2 separate regions of the Mus musculus genome follow, and region 1 is linked to region 2. A link is a contact called in public promoter capture Hi-C data. All regions are on one chromosome and are shown on one strand. Each heading gives the region's core, a stretch centred on a gene start, on an enhancer-like site or on the middle of the called end of the contact. The rest is flanking DNA. Distances are from core to core; before and after follow the strand shown. Region 1 holds the start of Abhd12 (abhydrolase domain containing 12). Region 2 holds the start of Cfap61 (cilia and flagella associated protein 61).

The links. Promoter capture Hi-C pulls out the DNA fragments that hold promoters and counts their contacts.
Region 1: a promoter capture Hi-C map of second pharyngeal arch cranial neural crest shows a contact between it and region 2. The contact joins the promoter of Abhd12 here to the promoter of Cfap61 in region 2. A contact is called at or near these places in 2 of 39 promoter capture datasets (pre-B cells and second pharyngeal arch cranial neural crest).

What each region holds. Positions count from the first base shown.
Region 1 is chr2:150,903,096-150,906,225 of GRCm38.p6, forward strand. It overlaps Abhd12 (abhydrolase domain containing 12), which reads right to left and starts at 1,636. Exons shown (of 13, transcript NM_024465.3): 1 at 1,262-1,636. The coding sequence starts at 1,452.
Region 2 is chr2:145,933,518-145,936,522 of GRCm38.p6, forward strand. It overlaps Cfap61 (cilia and flagella associated protein 61), which reads left to right and starts at 1,267. Exons shown (of 27, transcript NM_001369121.1): 1 at 1,267-1,323. It overlaps Crnkl1 (crooked neck pre-mRNA splicing factor 1), which reads right to left and starts at 1,183. Exons shown (of 14, transcript NM_025820.3): 1 at 1,037-1,183. The coding sequence starts at 1,087.

The sequences.
Region 1 (3,130 bases), core at 386-2,885, 5.0 Mb after region 2:
AGTTCTCTCCTTTCACCATTAAGTCACAAGAAGGATAGATCTCAGGTCATTAGGCCTGATGGCAGGAGCCTTCCCCAGATCAGCAATCTCACCCACGCTCTGGTAGTAAATTTTACCTACAAACAGCCAGTTCTGGTCTTTCTGCAAGATGGAGAATCACTGACTTAAAGATCTCGGTAGTTGAAGTTCATGATCTTTTAAGCACAGAGCTTCAAGCTCTGATTTTCTTTCTTGGGTAAATGTTTAACATATACAACAAACGATCAATTGATGCAAAAAGAAATGACTGCTACAACTCCTGACTTAGGAACATTGCAAACTAATATTTCTGGTCATACACTATCAAGGCTTCAAAACTGCCAACAGAGATAATAGTCTACAAACTATCAAATTAAGAAACCAGATAGAGGGAAAGAAACCTATTCCTATATAAAACAGGCTACTCAATTTTGAGATCAGCTTTACATAACTGCCTCTTCTCCATCCTAAAAGAAGGATGCAAGTCTAACTCACCGACCAATCCCAGAAGATTCCAGGACCTTACAGAGTAATTTTCAATGACCAATTCCTGTGCAGATTTCAAGTGCTTTGTAACTAACTACCTGCATAGACAACCACCAGTTCTCTCCAACAGCTGAGAATGGATGCATCCATCCATCCTTTCCTTTGGATTCTGAAAACGGCTTAACCCTTGAAAGGGGGTCGGTGAATGCAGCTCTGACCTGCGATTAGCTAGCGAAGGGAAGGACCAGACAGGAGAGTTGCTACTGAGCTCCATATACGGTCAAGGCAAAGCAGGTGAACTGGCTAAGAGCACTTGCAGGGTCTTTGGTCTTGCCGTTCACCCTGCGTGGTCCTCTTCTTAAGGGCAGCCTTTCAAACTCCTCGGGAGACTCTTTCCAGAGCCAGTCAGGAATACTGGGCCCCTGATTACTATGGACTCAACCACTAAGTATCTCTGCAGGCTAACCTGATAAGGATGCCAGCCAGGGTGCTGGGTGGGTTAGTGAGCAGCTCGTGGAGGGGGTGGGAGGGTGAGATGGGGGTTGAAGGAGAGCTCCAGAGGCAGATGTTTGGAGGAAAGAATGGGGTTGGACGGTCCCTGCGGGCCAGACGAGGGGAGGTAGTCTTTAGAAGGGTCGAAGAGGACGCCGGGAGGATGGAACCGTGTGATGCTCCCGCAGCAGATCTCTGAAGGTGGGAGCCTGGGACTACCTGCCCTCCAGGTGAGGGGCCCGCGCGTGTCTGCACCGCATCTCACCTGCCCAGCGCCCGCTTCATGCCCGCGTCGGATGCGCTGTGCGGCTCTGCCGTCCCCTTGCCCGCCAGACGCAGGTTCTGCTTCAAGCTGCAGTCGGCGTCCAGCGCCGCGGCGGCCGAGCCGGAGGAGGACGAGCCTGAGGCGGCGCAGCGCTCATGCTCCAAGGTGACGGGCTCGGTCCGCTTCCTCATCCCGCGGCCCTGTCGGCAGCAGCTCTCGGCGCCCTGGTTTCGCCCGCCCGCCTGCGCCGACCTCGCTGCAGTCGCCGCCGCTCACAGCCGTCACCACCCGGAGCCGGGAGCCCACTGCGGGTCACATCCCAGCCCCAGGCCGCGGCGCCCGCTATGGACCAGCGCCGGAGGCCGGTCGGCCACCGCGGCCAATCAGCGCACGAGTCCAGGAAGCCCCGCCCCAGACACGCCCCCGGCAGCTCCGCTTCACAAGCAGCGCGCCCAGCATCCCCAGCGCCAGCCACAGCCATCTTGGAGAAGGGCGGAATAAGCTGAAACTGCGGGTCATTTTCAGGGCAGGGCTAGTCTGAAGGGTCTTAGTGCGTTTACGAAACGGATTAGGGCCAGTTTGGATTCTCCTGCTGGGTTGCTTTAGGTGCAACTCAGGTGCCCTCTGCCTACGAACTGAGGCAGGCCCTATCTAAGATCTAAGTGGTCCGAATGGGGAGGGTGCTAGGGAGTCCTTGAGGGCACTAGCTCCGTTTGCTGGGCAAAATAGGCTCTCTCTACTCCCTCTTTAGGGCATTTGGCGCCCCTAAAAAGCTAGAGCCCCAGATGTTCTCTAGATTTGATATACTCAACAAAAAAGCTTTACAGAGAGAGAGAGACTCCAGTAGCTAATGTATTGTTTAAACAAGTTTATATTTACTTTTTTTTTTTTTTTTTTGTCTTTTCGAGTCAGGGTTTCTCTGTGTAGCCCTGGCTGTCCTGGAACTTACTTTGTAGACCAGGCTGGCCTCGAACTGAGAAATCCGCCTGCCTCTGCCTCCCATATATTCACTTTTTCTTTCGCTGAATGTAAGAAAATGAACTGCCTGCGTATGCTTTGAAGTCTTCTATTAAAGTTTGGATCTTCATAAGAACGATTAGGACTGGTAAGAAGGCAAGGAAATCCGTTTCAAAGAGGAATTTGCACTCTGACATCCAAATTTAATAATTCAATCCACCTGAAAAAAAATGAAAGGACACGTTGTAGCTTTTAATAGTTTTTGTTTTGTTTGATATAGCATGCATTTTACTAATGAGTTACTTTTGTAATTTCAACATGCATGTAATCAGTTTGAAAAATATTGGCAACTGATAAAGATTTAATAGGAACTTAGAAATGTAATGGATTATGTTGTTGCCTTTGTAATGATAGTTACAACTTGCAATTCAAGAATTTCTTTACCATTTTTGCTATATTATAACCTATGTTCATACTGTATGAATATCTACAGTCTTTAAAACATCAACAAAATAGTACTATAGATTTGAATATTCAAAAAGGAAATTAAATGCTTAAAGATAGTTTTGACCTATCAGTCATAAAATCTTTATAGAAAAACAAAAGAACAAATAGCCCTGGTAGGACATGCCTGAAGTTATTACAGAAGCTGACATCAGGAGGGTTGCAGATTGGAGGCCAACCCAGGCAATTTAGCGGCTTCTGTCTCAAAATAACACAAATAAAAAGAGCTGAATATAGCTCAGTGATAGCATTTCCTCAGTATACCTGAGGATTGGGGTTCCATTATACAGAGGAGGGGGGGGGGAGGAGGAAGAAGAGGAGGAGGGGAAGAACTGGAGGGAGGAGACAGAGAGGGTGTAGAGCTAGATTTTGTCAATATGATCCTTATCTCTTGGTCTCCTAATGTTT
Region 2 (3,005 bases), core at 17-2,516:
TACTGCTGTGATCGAACATCACCAACAAAAGCAACCTGCAGAGGAAAGAGCTGACTGATTGGCTTACACAACTGGACCACAGTCTTCATGAATGGAAGACACGGCAGGAAGCTGGAGGCATACCAGCTGTGCTCAGTCTGCTCTCACAGACTACACCAGAGCCCCTGCCCAGGTGTGGCACTGCCCAAGTAGGCGGGGGGGGGGGGGGCGTCCACATCAATTGGTAATCAAGAAAATGCCTCACACACTTGCCAGCAAGCAAGCTTAGGGACGAATTTTCTTAGTCCAGATGCCTCCTCCTAGATAACTTTATCTTGTGTCAAGCTGTCAAAAACTTAGTCAGCATGCATTCCCTGGCTTTTATGACTCAGGATAGGGGTTTGGGAGCGGGGGTAGGGGGGAAGCTACCACATCAGACTTTTACAATAATTACATGTGGAAATAAGAACTTGTCTCAAGACAAAATGGCCAAATCAGACTTCCAGAGAATGACTGTATGTGATGGCTAAGTGCAAGATTTGACACTTATTAAGTATTGATGAAGTATCAACCACAGTTGGAAATATAACAATTTACTATCTAACCTAAATTTTATGCCATTGCCCAGAGCCTATCCTCTGCCATTCTCTTCACTGCCTAACTTTGATGCAGCCTAAGTGTTAACTTCCTTCACAAAGTTTACCCTCAAGTTTACAGGCACCCTTCTGGCTCTTGCCCATGGCATATCTACACTACTTGGATACATCTATCTGGGTTGCCATTTCGCTCTCTCTCCAGTTTTAGTGGAGCACTCTTGCCCGGAGTAAAAGTAGGGGATCCCCAGAGACTAGCAAAGCAAACAGTTTACCGAACCGAACCGATGCTTTGCAACCCTGGAAGGAAGGCTGGGCAGACGCGAGACGAGCTCGGAGTGACAAGACCCTGCGCCACCTCACCGACCACCTGTCTTCTTGGACCGCGGCACAGAGATCGCTGTCTCGAATCTCTGGTGCCCGACACCGCAGATGCTGTTCGGGGGCTCCTCCCGGTCGCCTACCTTGGCCACTTTAGGAATGCGCTGTTTCCCGGCCGCCGTGGAGGCTGCCATGACTGCAGCCGTGGAACTCGAGCGATCCTGGCCGACAACCGGACTTGAGAAAAGCACTTCGAACCGGCCGGCACAACAGAGTCAGCCACAACAAACTAGATACCGGAACCGGAACCGGAACTTGCGAAGACGACCTTTGACCGCCTCACCAGTCAGGGGAAACGCCGCGTCGTTTCCTTAGCAACTGTGTGCGCGTCCTCTGTGGAGACTTGCGGCTTGCTGGAGCTGCGGGTGAGGTGGGTAGGGCGGGCTGCGCCGCAGGGATATAGGGCTCTGGCGGCGAGGGCTCATCCAGGTCTATCTCCGGGATGCGTGCAGCTGTAGGCCGTGGCACCTTTGAGGGGCGTAGAAATCCATTTCAGGTGTAGAAACTCCGGGGAGAAGGGAAAAGCACCGAGGAAACCCTGCAAGCAGCCTGGGCAGCGGTGCATTCTGGGATTTGTAGTCTTTCGAGTTCCCGCCCCCTCGCCTTAGGCTTCCCCGCGATTGGACCAAGTTAATAATCTTGAAATGTGGATTTTTTTAAAAAAAAAATCAGAAGAGGTATTTTTGAAACAAGATGTTAGAGAAAGGTGGAAATTAGTCAGTAGCAAAGCACCTACAGAAACTGATCAAATTTTTAGTCTGTAAATTTTTTTTTTTTTTTTTTTTTTTTTATTTTCCGAGACAGGGTTTCTCTGTATAGCCCTGGCTGTCCTGGAACTCACTCTGTAGACCAGGCTGGCCTCGAACTCAGAAATCCGCCTGCCTCTGCCTCCCAAGTGCTGGGATTAAAGGCGTGCGCCACCACGCCCGGCATGTAAATTTGTATTATCTCAATTCTCTTATCCTTAATATCCTTAGCTATAAAAGGATAAAAGTATCTATTTCCTTAAGATTAAAGAAAAAAATCTGTCTCTGTAAAATACTCGCTAGATGTTAGTACGTATAATATCTGAAGTACATTAAAAACAGTGATTTAGCATATAGTTAAGATAATTTTTTAAAATAAAAATTTTGGAATTGACAGCAAAATTGGGAAGGTGAGCTTTTCCTACTCTTTCCCCACCCTCAAAGGACTTTCTACGATCCATCCCCACCCCGTGTCAGTTACAAGAAACTGTTAGAGTTTACTTTTGTAACAGTCTTGAGATTTAGGACAACGGCAAGATTTTTTGTTTTGTTTTGGAGACAGGGTTTCTCGGTGTAGTCCTGATTCCCTGGTTGTCCGGGAACTCACTCTGTAGACCAGGCTGGCCTGGAACTGTCAACATCCTCAGGGTACCTCCTGTTCATCCTCCCCCTCGAGCCTTTGTCCATCAATACTCCTTTTTATCAAGCATTTTGTTTGTTTGTTTTTTAATTCCTTCTTTGAAAGTTTTGCGTCTTAATCATAGCCATTCCTCCAGCTTTCCCCAGATCTACCCCACTCCCTATTCACCCAACTGTGTGTCTTTTTGTTTTTTAACCTTTGAAGACTAATTCGTATTGCCCAGATATTCTTGGATATGTGGTCTACTGGAGCTTGGTCAACTTACCAGAATGTTATACTCTTAGAGAAAACTCATGCTTTCCAGCAGCTAAAAAATGACCAATTTCTCCACTGCCAGGTGTGGTATTGTGTGCCCATCTCTCCATAAGGGGATTTGGTCTGGCTTGAGTTTGCACAGGTTTTGTGCTGCGCTGCTGTGTCCAGATGTTTTCTGTAGTCGTCCACTGCCTCTTGAGCGCACACACTGCCTCCTCTCTGATAGTGAGAGCCTTGGGGGCTGAGAGAGTGCGGACACTGGACTGAGGTAGCAGGGATCGATTGATCTATTTTTTTTTAATGTCTCTGTAGTTCTTTGTAGATGGTTGGAGTCATATACCTCTTCAGATTACTGTCTCTCATTTAGTAACGTGCATTTACGCTCGTCATTTATTAGTGACTTAATTAAAT